5 separate regions of the Mus musculus genome follow, and all the other regions are linked to region 1. A link is a contact called in public Micro-C and promoter capture Hi-C data. All regions are on one chromosome and are shown on one strand. The core of a region is the stretch at or near the end of the contact, and the rest is flanking DNA. Distances in the headings are between cores, read along the strand shown.

The links. Promoter capture Hi-C pulls out the DNA fragments that hold promoters and counts their contacts. A called contact is a pair of places that touch in the nucleus more often than the background predicts.
Region 2: a contact with region 1 is called in a Micro-C map of embryonic stem cells, with 12 times the contacts expected there. The contact joins the enhancer-like site here to the promoter of Pantr2 in region 1. A contact is called at or near these places in 2 of 39 promoter capture datasets (embryonic stem cells and stem cell-derived epiblast-like cells), 1 of 15 datasets of contacts at CTCF or cohesin (stem cell-derived epiblast-like cells), 5 of 484 Hi-C or Micro-C datasets (all in embryonic stem cells) and 2 of 115 datasets of contacts at active chromatin or transcription factors (astrocytes and embryonic stem cells).
Region 3: a promoter capture Hi-C map of liver shows a contact between it and region 1, with 7 times the contacts expected there. The contact joins the promoter of Il1r2 here to the promoter of Pantr2 in region 1. A contact is called at or near these places in 2 of 39 promoter capture datasets (hippocampal neurons and liver).
Region 4: a contact with region 1 is called in a promoter capture Hi-C map of the 3T3-L1 cell line, with 7 times the contacts expected there. The contact joins the enhancer-like site here to the promoter of Pantr2 in region 1. A contact is called at or near these places in 8 of 39 promoter capture datasets (the 3T3-L1 cell line, 3T3-L1-derived adipocytes, cranial neural crest and 4 more).
Region 5: a Micro-C map of embryonic stem cells shows a contact between it and region 1, with 6 times the contacts expected there. The contact joins the promoter of Slc9a2 here to the promoter of Pantr2 in region 1. A contact is called at or near these places in 4 of 39 promoter capture datasets (the 3T3-L1 cell line, hippocampal neurons, liver and 1 more), 3 of 484 Hi-C or Micro-C datasets (all in embryonic stem cells), 1 of 115 datasets of contacts at active chromatin or transcription factors (astrocytes) and 1 of 9 other capture datasets (pancreatic islet).

Annotation. Positions count from the first base shown.
Region 1 is chr1:42,712,074-42,714,877 of GRCm38.p6, forward strand. Pantr2 (POU domain, class 3, transcription factor 3 adjacent noncoding transcript 2) reads right to left here and starts at 1,381. Exons shown (of 4, transcript NR_110495.1): 1 at 1,282-1,381; 2 at 130-232. All of the region lies in intron 1 of Gm46091 (predicted gene, 46091), which reads left to right.
Region 2 is chr1:39,935,202-39,938,005 of GRCm38.p6, forward strand. The region is part of intron 2 of Map4k4 (mitogen-activated protein kinase kinase kinase kinase 4); the gene reads left to right. Among named protein-coding and RNA genes, the nearest start is that of Map4k4, 36 kb to the left of the region's middle. Within about 2 kb of position 1,435, at least 270 of the 459 cell types and tissues checked have an H3K27ac peak or open chromatin away from gene starts, as enhancers often do. A contact at or near this core is called in astrocytes and embryonic stem cells, where this site is marked.
Region 3 is chr1:40,083,253-40,086,056 of GRCm38.p6, forward strand. It overlaps Il1r2 (interleukin 1 receptor, type II), which reads left to right and starts at 1,462. Exons shown (of 9, transcript NM_010555.5): 1 at 1,462-1,567. It overlaps Gm16894 (predicted gene, 16894), which reads right to left and starts at 2,599. Exons shown (of 4, transcript NR_037980.1): 1 at 2,361-2,599; 2 at 1,892-2,035; 3 at 1,715-1,762.
Region 4 is chr1:40,599,944-40,602,747 of GRCm38.p6, forward strand. It overlaps Slc9a4 (solute carrier family 9 (sodium/hydrogen exchanger), member 4), which reads left to right. Exons shown (of 12, transcript NM_177084.3): 3 at 827-1,086. Among named protein-coding and RNA genes, the nearest start is that of Gm35801, 21 kb to the left of the region's middle. Within about 2 kb of position 1,383, at least 30 of the 459 cell types and tissues checked have an H3K27ac peak or open chromatin away from gene starts, as enhancers often do. A contact at or near this core is called in hippocampal neurons, where this site is marked.
Region 5 is chr1:40,680,365-40,683,168 of GRCm38.p6, forward strand. It overlaps Slc9a2 (solute carrier family 9 (sodium/hydrogen exchanger), member 2), which reads left to right and starts at 1,348. Exons shown (of 12, transcript NM_001033289.2): 1 at 1,348-1,801. The coding sequence starts at 1,510.

The DNA.
Region 1 (2,804 bases), core at 131-2,630:
GGATAACAAGAGGCTGGCATGGAGACAGAGGGAAGTGGTGGACAGCCTCCTGGAGGTAGCCTTAAGACTGGTAAAACTTCTCTGATACTTTCCCCTCTCCAGACAGCCACAGTCTCAGGAAAGACTCACCAAATGCCATGTCAACCCCGGAGCAAAAAGAACGTGGAAAACGTAGCACTAGTTCTTCATTTTCTCCTTAGCTGTTGAGTTTCACTTGTTCCTCTCACCCCATCTGTGGTAGAAGTTAAAACAACTTGTCCTTTTAAATAGATTTGGGTTTTCAGCATTACTAGAGTACTGGGAGAGAGTGCTTGCCCCAATTCCACATCCAAACCAAGTCGGTTGTAACCAGCCATCTTCAATTATGCTCTCCATAACTCGACAGAATCAGGAATCAAGGTACCATTAGGTACAAGAAGCAACAAACTTTACTAAAAGAAACAAATATAATATTGACCACGGATACATACAAACTCCCTGAAATATCATTTCTACTCTTCTTACTTCTTGGGGACAGGGGTAGGAAGTGGAGTGGGGAGGGATGGTGTAAAAATCTTAGCTGGTTTGAAAAATAACTCGATCATATTGTCTGAGTTTAAAGTTCTCAAGTCTAATCATAAGTAATAAAGTTGTTAATAGTTGTAATTGGTTTCATTGCTCGATGTAACTGGTGTTTTATTTGTGACCCAACTAAGCTTTGTAGCAAAGTACAGGTGGTTCAGAATCCATAAAAGGGAAGTTATTCCTTCTCAGGCAACTTTTCCCAATAGAAGGCAAAGTGAAGACGGCTGTCTCACACATTATCTCCTCTGCTTTGCTTTTTTTTTTTTTTTGAACACTATAGATCTAGGTTTTAATTTCTCTAGATGTGTGTGTGTATGTGTGTGTGTGTGTGTGTGTGTGTGTGTGTGTGTGTGTGTGTGTGTGTTTGATAGACCTGAAGATGCGTGGCCATCGTGCGTGGGCTCTTGAAAGCAGAGAAGAAACTCAATGTACTCAATGTACACAGAAAAGAACCGCTTTGCTAGCTAGATCAAATGCCCGACCAAGTTCACTTTCCATCCCTTCGCTGGAAGAGGGTCACCCACTGAAAGCGAAAGCTCCGGGGATTTGAGAGGGGCAGCAAGGACGGCTTAGCTTCCTAGGCCTTCTCCCAGTACTCTCTCTTCACACCCCGCTTCAGAGTACTTCTCAGGACTTCCTAATCCGAGGTGCCCACTACGGACTAGCTTCCCCGCGCTCTCCTCAACTCTTACTGGCTCCGCCGCACCCTGGACTCACCCCACACAGTCGGTCCGCTCCATCCAGACTGGAAACAGGTCTGAGTCGGGCAACGCTGGAAGCCACATCTCATCAACACCAATCCACACCAGTCGCCTAGATCTAGGCTGCAGAGAAGCCCGCGACACGCTGCCAATGATGGTGGGGGCAGGGAGGCCATGAAGAACCGCAGCCTCCAGCTGGGTTGCGGCTTTCTTATGGAAATGACCCGCGCTGGCCTACTGGACTCAAGCGGGTTCCATAGTCCCGCACCCCATCTCTCCAAAGCTTTTCCTCCCGCAAACCCTCATCCTCCTCATCCTACCGTGGCTGAACTGGTGGGGGATGAGCTAGAGCTACGCCCCGGCCGCAGAGCGCGGGCCGGGTCTCCCCTCGGCCCGACGGGCTCCAGCTCCGCATTAAATATTCATAGCAATCGCTACTTTCTTAAAGGGGAACCCGCCGCGCGGGAAAGTTCCCAGCCAGGGGGACTCACAAAGGAAGGTGTCTGCTCCCTCCGGTCCTAGGGGTAACCGGGCACACAGCTCCTGAACACTTGGGCGAACAGGGAAGGGAAGGGAAGGGAAAGATCAGAGTACCCGCTCGCCTACAGTCAAGACACTTCCTAGAGACTGCGAAAGAAGAGATATTTGGAAAGCTTTGGAAGCCCCGATCACTCGTCGCATAATTATTTAAAAATAAGTGGTCACATCTAATGCTTCAGGGTTTCCAGGGCCTTTCATTAGTTTCTTTCATTTTATAGTTTTAAAAGGACGGTGGTTTGACTTCATTCAGGCGTCATCCGCCCGGGGACCAGAAAGTTTGCTCTGTATTGCTTGAAACATGCACTCGGGGAACTTAGAAACATCACTTTGAGAGCCTAAAACAAAACCTGCACCTGTCCCATGGCTGATGTGCAGAGCTGGAGCTTGAGAACTCAGAACCCTTGTGGGGGTACTCGTGGGGAGAATTGGTCTGAACCCCAGCGCCACTGCTCAATTCCAGGCCTCTTTCTTCCAGAGCACGGAGGGCCTGCATAGATGTGCAGTCCTCGGCCTTCCGGAGGCCGAAACCCATCTGCCAACTGCTCAGCAGGGACCAGGAGAAAAGCGGAATGGGAAAGGAAGAGGAAGCAGAGAAAGTTCTGGGCCCGCTGCGGAGGAGGCCCTGCCTGGGATGCACCCCCGCCCGGGGCCAGCTGACCCGTGACCGCTCCTCCTGGTGCCAGGCGACGCCCGCGCCCTGGTGTGCTTTCACCCCCACATCCCCCCCCCCAGCCCCCCCCCCCCCCCCCCCGCTCACGCCCACTCCACACTCTCTCTCTCGATAAGGCTCTTTTTGTTCCGGACCAGGAGCACTTTCACAAATGGTTAGAAAGTCTTGAGCGCCATCTAACGGGAACAGCAAAAAGTTGAAAGTGGGTGGAGGTTAGGACCTGTGAGGTGCCCAGGCTGGGCTCCGGAGAGTCCTTTCCCCAACTCTATCCACACTCTCAAGCCTTGACTTCCCTTCTCTTACTCTCACAACTCTCGTCCCCTAGAACT
Region 2 (2,804 bases), core at 185-2,684, 2.8 Mb before region 1:
ACTCAAGGCAGGAGAGTGGGGAAACTTTGTGGGACCTCAGAACCCTGGGGACACTAATGATTCTGGACTGTAAGCGATTGTTTTCTCCCTTAAGGCTATCCCAGACTCTGTGGAGTCCTGGTTCGTGCTCAGTTGGATCAAGGGCATTTTACCTTGTCTCCTTCCCCTCTGGAATTACTCAGCTTTAAATTCTAGTGTAAATTGTGATTCTATTCACCTTAACAAAAGTTTGATTTTTTTTCTAAGTAAAAAACCCAAAACTGGAAACAGGATTGTTGGCTTATGTTTTGGGACAGGCCACCCTGCTTTGTCTCCTTTTATCAATTATTAGCGATGGGTCCCCATGAAATGTATTTATCTGATTCTCAGTACCCTTATTTGAAAAAAACAGAGCCATTCATAGTGACTAACAGGGTTGTAAACTTAAGCACCAAGTGTCTCTCTCAAGGCTGAATGTCGCAGTTGTTACTGCTGCTGTGCTGGACACTGGAGAAAGGAGGAGTATTGGTCTAGCAGTCCTGAAGAGCTCACTGTCATTCCGAGGCAGCTCTGCCTGTCAGCAATTGATTCAATATGCGGTGGTAGATGATAGGATGCCATTCACATTGAAGGACAGAGTAGCTGTCCAAGGCAATGGGGCTCTGTACTGAAAGCCTGGAGTAAGCTCGGGTACTGTCTGACTTCAGCGATTCACTTTGGATGAGGTTGTTTCCCCCAAGCTTTTTAGGTTGAGTTGCTTCTTGTCTCCTTGGTTTCCTGAGCCGCACTCCCAGCACTCCCCGCACTCCCCGCTCTCCCCGCACTCCCCGCTCTCCCCGCACTCCCCGCTCTCCCCGCACTCCCCGCTCTCCCCGCTCTCCCCGCACTCCCCGCTCTCCCCGCACTCCCCGCTCTCCCCGCACTCCCCGCACTCCCCGCTCTCCCCGCACTCCCCGCTCTCCCCGCTCTCCCCGCTCTCCCCGCTCTCCCCGCACTCCCCGCACTCCCCGCACTCCCCGCTCTCCCCGCACTCCCCGCTCTCCCCGCTCTCCCCGCACTCCCCGCACTCCCCGCTCTCCCCGCACTCCCCGCTCTCCCCGCTCTCCCCTCCCGCTCTCTCGCTCCCATCCTCCTGCTCGCTCCTTGCTTGCTCTCCCTGTCCCTTTGTGCTTTCGTTTTATGTTGGCTTACAGTGAATGTGTGTGTATCAAAGAGTAAAGCATCTTTACTGGAGTGCTAACCTGGGCATGAACAAAAACGACGAGCAAGGACTTCCCACTTCCTCTGCTGCTGCCTCTAAACCGGAAACACAAACCTGGTGGCAGAGCTTAGTGGACAAAAGTTTTGCTGAGTATTTGATGCTTTACATATGACAGGCAGTCTTCCTCACATTGCTAGAAGTGACAGGAAAAGAGTCCTGTGTCAGGTCAGTCACGGCCCTCACTGGTGCAGCTCGCGGGAAGGAGGAGCATTGATTGGCCATTGGGATCAAGTGTGTATCCAGGCTCCAGTCACAGCCACTGTAATCCGCTTCCACAGATGTGTAGTGCGCCCCCATGCGGCAGGGCCACGTGAGTGCTTCGTGGCGATTTTGTTGGAAAGATGCTGTCACCCTTTGTTTCTGTTCTGTCAGCCCCACCTCAGATGCGGTTACCGTTGTTTTGTTTTGTTTTGTTTTTGTTTTTTCCCAAGAAGAAAACTACTACAATGCCCTCTACTGCTGTGCCAGGGGCACAGACGAGCTGGCTGTTTGGTGCTGAATTTGATTTATAATTTAATGAAATTTTGTTCATTAAAAATGTAATTTTTTACTCAGTGAATTTTAGATGTTAGATTTGTAGATTTGCCCTTTGAGTAGTACAGAGCACTGTGCTGTCCTTTGTGTTGGGGAAGAGAGAGTTTGCCTGAGTCTTGGATGTGTGTGTCGGCATGTGTGGTGGCATGTGCAGGGTGGGTGGTGCCTGGGAGAGCTTCCAGGCCTTGTCCAGGTGGCGTTACTGTCCACACAAAAGGCCTGCCCACTTCCTAGTGTGGAGGCACAAATTCTTCATAGAAACTTGAGGCTTTTAGCCTAAAGTGTTTTTATGAAATAGAAGGTTTTACTTGAAAGGACCATTCACAACTACATAGGTTAACAAAACATTTTTGGGTTCCTGCCCTTTTCCCCAGACAGAGTTTGAAGTTGGCATCCCAGGGAAGAGTTGACTCTGAGGGTGTAGGTTGAAACAAATCCGACAGATTGGTTTCGGGTAGTTTTTGCGCACTTAGGTCCCAAAAAGTCTATATCTCGTTGGGTCCGAGGATGTGATGTGATGTGATGATTCTGGTCTCCCTGGAAGGAACAGGCATTGCAGGGCTAGGATAATTAAAGACTTCCTTAAAGGAGCGAGCAGGTATTCTCAGCTTGTAATTAGAAAGGTCTGTACTGCATGTGACTGCAAATTAAAACAGCTCGGTTGGAGAGGAGTCTGCTTGGTGAGCCCGGCAGCCTTGTTTATTTCTTCTTTTCCCAAAGGACTGCTTTTCTCCCTTAAGTTATATAGGGATTAGAGAAGCAGCCTGGCACACAGAGTTATCAACAAACAGCCACAACTAGCTGTTGCGTTATCTCAGTACTAATTGTGCCTGTGTTGGGACAAGAAGTCAGCTTGATTACCCTTTACAGCCGTGAAAGATAATCCACTAGGCTTGGGGTAAACTGCTCTCACTTGTTCCACCACTTTTTAAAAATGATTTTAGTGAGGAAACCCTTTGGAGACTTCTTGAGAAACTTGGAGCCATTGATAATAACTTTGCCATTAGGCCCAGAGAAGCAGACACACTTT
Region 3 (2,804 bases), core at 212-2,711, 2.6 Mb before region 1:
CCTCCATCTCCATTCATGGGCCCAGCAGCAATAGAATGTTCAGTTCAACTTCCCCACCAGTGCATGGGAAATGACCAAGATCCTTTGAGGTTCAAGATGCCTGTTACCCAAGATGCTTGTTGCAAATGCTGAGGTAGAGACTCCTCCTCAATTAGACCCAATGTGGTTCTGGCTCAGAAACCAGAAGCCACCCATGGAAAACCTGTGGCAAGGTACTTTTAAGTGACATGCAGCCCAGAGAGTGGAGGAAGGTGACTGGAAGACAGTATGTGTGAGCCACCAACATCATGCATGCATGCCCAGTTTGAGGGGGTGGTCTGAACTCTGAATACTTTGACACATTGTCTTTACCATTCATTTGTCTTTAGCAGATACAAATTCTGCGATATTGATGGAAGAAAATATGGTCATCAAATACCTAGGATAAAATTCACAGTGAGACAATATGTGGTGGAGAATTCTAAGCCCTACTCTGGTCAGCTGGGCAACAGAAGGACTCTTTGTCATACAAACAATTCTTTCTCATAAGTACTTCACAAATTAAGGACAGGGAGAGAAAACATGGGCTTCAGACTCCTTTTGGGGAGGTAAGATGAAGGCGGGGGTGGGGGGCAGGGGATGAGATTTGCATTTGTTCTTATTCCTACATCATTCTGGAGGTCGGAGGTCTGCATGGGCCTCAGTGGGCTAGAATGAATTGTAGTCCATACAGGGTCCCTGGAGCCACAAGGGCAGCATCCATGTCTTGGGTTTTTGTCCAGCCTCTGGCTCTCTGGCTCATGGACTGCAGCACTACACACACCATCCTCTTCCTCCTTTGGCTGTCTTACCACTTTTTCCTGAAGCACCAAACCCGAGCCTGTCTCCGGACCTGGAAATCCTTAACTTACATTAGCAGTCACTTTCTCTACATTAAGCAGCATGTTCCCAGCTTCCAAAGACTCAGACAAAAAGTTAAAAACAAAACCAACCAAACAAACAAACAAACAAAAAGCCAAACAAAGGCCCCCCTAAAACAAGCCCATCCATTTAATCCTCCTCCTAGTCAAGAAGAGTTCCTTGGGGGTGGGAGTGGGGATCTTGTGTCCCACTCATTTAAAACCCTCCTTTTCTCTTTAATGGGACCATGGTTGGGTTTTAAGCAGCATCCAGCAGATGGGGTGAAATCTTGCCTGTGAAACTGTTTACAACTTCTTCATGTACAGCCAGCATCACTTTAAAATGTGTTCTTGGCTGGAAGCATGCCATTCTAGCGACACACACACACACACACACACACACACACACACACTCAAATAAGGAAACTCAGAGTTTCCTAGGCCACTTCCCCATATGGCAAGGATGTACGCACAAAGCACCATGAGCAGGGTGCTCCCCGTGAGCAGGGAAAAGGTGTGTCCACCACCACCCAATTAGAGTGAGTGACACAGGCCAGTTAGGAAACCACAAGCAGGAGCCTATAAATCCCTGAGGGGGCTGCTGGGACATCACAGAAGGTGAAAGTCTGGCCCAGCAGCCTTCCCCAGTCAGGCAAGAAGCAGCAAGGTACAAGAATACACAGCTCCAGGTAAGAAGGTGGGAAAGAGGCAGGGGGAGACACCAGGAAGCCAGTCACCAGTCAGACACCAGTCTGAACATCAGGTCTGCTTTTAGTGGGTCCTCAGGCAACCCTCTATGAGTCTCCTAGCTTCCTCTGGGTGAGCGGTCTCCTCACCTGTGTGGAGGTCACTTTATTCCTTGATTGTTTTCTACTTCGTTTTCTCTGTTAGAAAAAAAGGGAGGGGGGGGACTACATCAGAGAGCTGCTATTGAATGTCCACAGATCCAGGTAGCAGGGGACAGACAAGCATCTAGAATTCACCTGGAGGAAGGGAGTGGGCTGGGTTCTTACCTTGGGAGGCTGAGCATCTGGGACAGAGCGCAGAGCACGTTGAAAGGCTTTGGGGACTTTCCTAGGGTGATTTTTTTTTTTTAAATGTACCTGATGCCTCTCAGAAACCATAGCTTCCAGGCAGACTGGGCAGCACTCTAAGACCTGCCTGGCACACACAGTTATTAGATAAATGAATGTACTGGTTTTTTTCCCTCCTCTGCTTCTTAAAGTCTCTTCTCTTCAGTCCCCTACTCTATTTTGAAGCCCATTTTTTCCCTTCTGAGCCCTAGCTTATATGTCTCTGACCTCAGCCTCCTTACACAGGGTGATCTTGGCCAGAGCTTCTCTCTGGGTTTCCTACTGTGTAAATAGAGGCAAAAGACTGGCCTGTCCTTCCCAGTCCCTGCTTGCAGTGGGATGTTGCTGGCTTCCGTCCGTGTTCCATATCGGCTTCCATCAACCTCACCCTCCTCTAGCTCTGCCTTACCTGGAGGCTTGCTCTCCGGGATCAGCATCTTGTTCCTACAGGCATAAGTGCAGAAGAATGTCTTCCCCGAGGCCTCTCTGAGCCTCGCCTGCCTCAATGCATTCTTTTCCTTTTCTTAGCTGGTAGTGCTGCGGGGATGGACCCTCCCTCGTGTGCTGCAGGTTGTCCTGGGCTTCCCCAAGCCATTCTCATTCCCAGCTCACCCTCAAATCCTACTGTTTTGACAGCGAGAATGGAGCGATCACGTGACCACGTCCGACTTTTTGACAGTGAGACCGGGGAGATCACGTGATCACGTCCCTCCTCCCATACCCCAGGATAGCAGCGCCAGCCTCTAGGGACAGCAGAAGCGGCAGAAGCGGGTGCTTTTTCAAGGAACTTCCGACTACTCTGTTTATCAGGTCTTCCAACTTGGCCTTTACCATATCTGCCTACGACACGCAT
Region 4 (2,804 bases), core at 133-2,632, 2.1 Mb before region 1:
GGCGCTGGCTACTGCTGGCCACCACGCATAAGTTTGGACAAACAACCAATGTGTACATATGCAGTAAAGCTTTTTGCCAAGACACTGCCTGGCCCGGGTATGATAATGAGGTTCTGTGAGGTACTGAGAGAGAGTAACCAATCAGATGAGGAACGTGCAAATGAGATATAGTGCATAACCAATCCGGGTGTGAGACACGCCTCTCCTAGGCCTATATAAGCAGCACCAGTTCTGGGCTTGGGGTCTCTTCGCCTCCGCAATCAAGCTCTCCCAATAAACGTGTACGGAAGGATCCTGTTGCAGCGTCATTACTGCTGGCCAGTCCAGGCGCGTACAAGAGGGACCCAGAGAGAGTTCCCCTCTAGTGTGCCTTCTGCGCTCTCTACTGAGGGAGATTAACAGTGTGCACTCTTTAAAGAAAAAGGTGGAAGGCATTGCAGAGTCCTAGAAAAGGTTCAAAGCAGAGACATGGCACAGAGAATGGCTCACAGGAAGTGCTCACTTGTTATAAGCACTTCCCGTTGGTGGAAGAGTTGCTCTTGTGAACGGGGTGAAATAATCATACAATATGTGTACAGTATGTAATAAGCAAATTGAGGTAATTCACATCCCCACCTCCTTAAACATTTGTCATGCGCTCAATTATGAAACCCAGCACTTCCCCTTTCTTCACTGAATCTGAACATGTTGTGCGTCTAAAACTTGGGTAGCTGTGTTAATCTCTGTGCCGTTGACTCGTGTACTCTAATTGAATGTGAAGTCAAGAATCCATGTGTAACATATTGCTACTTTCCACTTCATGTTTCTCTCATTTGTACTTCTCCAGGTCTTATACAACATACTAATTGCCTTCACTAAGATGCACAAATTTGAGGACATAGAAGCGGTGGACATTTTGGCTGGGTGTGCCAGATTCGTCATCGTGGGGTGCGGGGGAGTATTTTTCGGCATCATATTTGGATTCATTTCCGCATTTATCACACGTTTCACTCAGAACATCTCTGCGATTGAGCCCCTCATCGTCTTCATGTTCAGCTATCTGTCTTACTTAGCAGCCGAGACGCTTTATCTCTCAGGAATCCTGGCGTGAGTACAACCTTACGGATGGAGTCACGTGGGAATGTGTGGATGCTAGCTGGCTTGGGTATCTGGGAAAAGCCTGATGTTAGTCCCCCGAGGCACTGGAAGGTTTAGAATTTCTTAACTTTCTGAAAGCTGAACCTGGTCCTTTGCCAAACAAATGTTCTCTCCGACATTTGCCTGAAGAACGTCTGGCGATCAGGATGCCAATTTAAAATGTTCAGGAAAAGCTGGTACGAAGCAGAGCTGGGAACACTTCAGGCTTGAAGTCCATCTGAGTAGTTTCTTCTCTTCCTGGAAAAATAAAGTTGAGAGCCAGGCATAGGGTGCATGCTTTTAATCCCAGCACTCAGTAGGCAGTCAGGTGAGTTCAAGGCCCTGATCTATATAGGGAGTTTCAGGGCCTCCAGGGAGAGTTTGTCTTAGTAATAGTAATAATAATAATAATAATAATAATAATAATAATAATAAAGTTGTAAAGTAGAAAGAAAGCGGGCCACAAGGAACTTCCACTCTGGGCTCTGCCTGTCATTATTTGCCACGAGCCCCATCACACCCACAGTGACCCCACACTGAGACCCCACACCTCACACCCCCATCCCACACCACATATCCCACACCCATCCCACACATCACACACCCACACCACACACCACATACTCAGCCCACATACCACACACCCCACACCCATACCACACACCATACACCCTACACCCCCTACCCCACACCCCCCACACCCACCCTACACCCAGCAGGAGGGAGTAAAGCTAAGTCGGTAAGCATGAACACCCAGTACTTTGTCCCAGTGAAGACATCTGCTTAGGTGTTCAACCTCATGTCCTCCTAAACTGAAGCCTCTCAGTTGACTCCTTAGATCTGGTTTTGTTTTCTTCCAGACATTGTCCAGATATCCAACTATCTGGGCAGAAAGGTTTAATCATACAGAAATTGTATAGAAATCCCTATGTCTATTAAATATAGTAGTATGGACTTTAGGTAGCATTATTTATTTATTTTTTCTCACCTAAAAATGACCACAACTTCATGGACACAGAAAGAGGCTTTCTTTACTTTGTAAATGGGTGAGGAAAAGGAAAAACTGGAAATATTTGAATAACACTTATGTAAGAAATACTGTCTGGGAGCTGGAAGGAGTGTGCACATAATGACAGTACTCAGGACATAGAGGCAGAAATGTTCCTTTTTTCTTTCTTTTTTCTTTTTTTTTTTTTAATTAAAAAGAGTGTGCTGAGTGTGCTATACAGCACACTGAAGTAGATGTACTTGGATTTAAGGCAGAGTCAAGTATTTTCTAGTTAGAGTTGGGGCTGAAAAAGCTCTTAGTAAGGGGAGAGAGGTCCAGGCACATTACTGAAAGACCTGCCAGTATGCGCATGTGTGTGTGTGGTACAGTGTGAGTGTGTGAGTATGTGTGACTGTATTGTGTGATGTGTGTATGGTGTATGTGTGACTGTGTGTGAATGTGATAGATGTGTATAGTATGTGTTTGTATATGTGTGTGCTATATGTGTGTGGCATATATGTGATGTGTACAGTGTGTGTGCAGTATGTGCTGTGTGAGGTGGTATGTGTGTGTTTATGAGTGTGATGTGTGTGTGTGTGTTATGAAAACCATGTCACACCTGCACTTGCTTTTTCATACACCTGGTTAAAGAGGAAGGCAGCAGTCTGTGGCCCGAAGACTAAGAAGGGAATGATAAGAC
Region 5 (2,804 bases), core at 98-2,597, 2.0 Mb before region 1:
ACTTCAAAGCTGGAAAACTGATACATTCTGTGCCGATTCTGTATCAACCCTGAGACCCATTCTACTTCGGGCTAGAATGGTCCCTGCCTTTCCCAGACTCAAAGGTTCCTTGCTTGCCTCTATTCAGATGGCCTCCGACGACTGACATCTCACAGATTCTGTTAGACCTTTCTGTGTCAGACTGAGGGGTGTATAAACAAGAGCCGGAACCCTGTGGGAAAGATAAGAATTTTTATTTTATACGTTTAGGGGAAACCGTGTGGGTTAACTGGGAGGCAGATGGTTTGGTTTCGGTTCCTTTCAGTTTCTCACCGTGAGGACACCGGGACAGTGGGATCGCAGGCAGGGCACCTGGCAATGCCCCTGCGGAAGGTCGGGCTCGGGAGAAGGGCCAGTTGGCGCTGGGAGAATCCCGCTTTTCCAAACCGCAGTCCATCCTGTAATTAGCCGAACAAGTCCGTCTAAGCTAGGCAAATCACTGGTTTTCCACGAAATAGTTATGTTTCTGATGCCCTCAGACAGATTCACCTCGAAGCCTAAAAACAGAGACTTTTTCGTCCCCAAAGCTGGGGGAGGGAAGAAAAGTGGAGTGCACACTGTTACAAGGAGTGGAAAAGCGGAAAGACAAGGGTTCTGGGAGAGCGTGGGAGCGCTGAGTTCTCAACCGGGAGTTTCGGTGCGCAGAGAACAGGCTGTGTTCAAGGTGCTTTGCTCTTCCTTCTCATCTTTCCGAGGCCCCGAGAGGCTCCCCTCGGTGAGTCGGTCTCTGCAGACCCAGCAGTGGCGAAGGCTCCCCAGTTCCTCCGCGCCCGGCGTCGCCTCCCTGCCTGAGCCCGCGGCGCCTCCTCGCGTGCCAGCGCCCCGGGGTGTCTCCTTGCAGGAGCCTGCGGGGGGAGGGGGCAGGGCGCGACGCGTGGGTCGCGTCGGTCCCAGCCCTGATGGACGGCCGACGCTGCCTCCGGGGCGGGGACAGCTCAGGCCACCGTGCGCACCGAGCACCTAGTGCACCCACAGCTCCCGGGCTCCCAAGAACAGCGGCTCTTGGTCCGCGGGCGGGCTAGAGAGCGGCGCGACCTTCGCCCCCGCGTCGACTGTGGGTTGCGGCAGGTGCGCGTCGCACCGGGTCTCCGCGTCCTCCCGCCCCGCCACCGGGGCGCCGCGCCCGCCCCGCCCCGCCCCCGTCCCCGTCCCCGCCCGCCCTCGGGCCGCCCCGGGCAGGGCCTGTAGCTGCCAGGCATGGGAGGGCGGCCGGCGGCGGAGGGCGGCTGAGCAAGGCTGAGCGCGGCCGAGGGACCGCGCAGTGGCCTCCTGTCGCTGCGCGCTCCCCTCCGGGCCCTGCGAGGTTCACACCCACCGAACTGGTTGGCGACAGGGCCCCGACCCCGTGGAGGCGGTGGTGTGGTACTCTCGCAGTCCCGTTGAGTTAGTAGTGCTGTCCCTCCCGCGATGCTCTGAGGGAACCCAGATCCTACACCAGCGTCCTCTGCTGCGCTCATAGCTGCCGACCCCATGGGCCCCCGGGGCACCGCGCACAGCGTGCGGGCGCCACTGTCTTGGCTGCTGCTGCTGCTGCTGTCTCTGCAGGTGGCAGTGCCGGCGGGCGCGCTGGCCGAGACCCTGCTGGACGCACCCAGGGCCAGGGGTGCCAGCTCCAACCCGCCAAGTCCTGCCAGTGTGGTGGCCCCGGGAACGACGCCGTTCGAGGAAAGTCGGTTGCCCGTGTTCACCCTGGATTACCCCCACGTGCAAATCCCTTTCGAGATCACTTTGTGGATCCTACTGGCCTCCTTGGCCAAGATTGGTAAGGAACTGTACCCGTGGGTGGGGGCGGGGACGATCAGACTGGGGATCCTGGTGGGTGACTCGCCAAGTAGGCAAGTAGTTGGTCTCAGATAGTGGCCAGCTCCTCCTGCACCAAGGCAGCCTTGGACGGACAGATTAGCTCCTGTGGTTGAAAGATCTCCTGTTCTTAATCCGACGCTGGCCTTGGAAAGCCGGGAAAGACTGGCCCATAGCATAGAGACCCACTGTGAACTTCTGCTTTGAGCGTCAAGTTTGACAGGTCTGTGCCAAAGTTGAGGGAGACTTGCTTGCTAACTGAGGCAGGGCTTAGCTAGATTGTATATCATCTACAAGTAGAGAGGAGAGTGGAAGTGGGCAAGATCTTGGATGGGAGAGGGTGCGTTGGCAGAACACAGACCCTCCTCATGTCCCTGTCTGATGAGGTGCTTAAATTGGGACTGTGGACACCTAAATGCTTGCCACTACAACACCAGTGCCCTGTTCTTTCTCTCTGGGCTCTCTGGGCTCCTTCCTCTCTAGAAAGCCTTTTCTTCTTTAGAGGTAACTGGAGCCAGGGAGACCAGCTATTAACAAATAATTAACCCATCCCCAAGCTCAGCCCGTTTTCTCATCTGTTAACCTGATCACTCCATCATAACGCCCGCTCACCATTTTACTCTGTATGCAGTATTAAAGCACATTCGCTATCGCTGTACTGTTCAAAATGTATGAGGTCAGAAGAACGCGGTGTTTTCTATGCTTTTGCATTCACCTTGTGGGATGCAGCTTTCCATACATCTCAGCCTTTCTTAGGGAACCTTTCTGATGATCAGGGTGAGGCATCGATGGTTACAACACAGGAAATACTCCTCGGCAAACACAATATGGCTGGGGATAGATGCAGGGGTCACATCCTGGCCTGACTTATACAGACTGTTTTCAAGGATGACTAAAGTCTGGTCAGTGTGAGCTGTTCACCGGAAACAGCATTCTAGAGAGAAACAAAAAGTGTGACTGGAAAG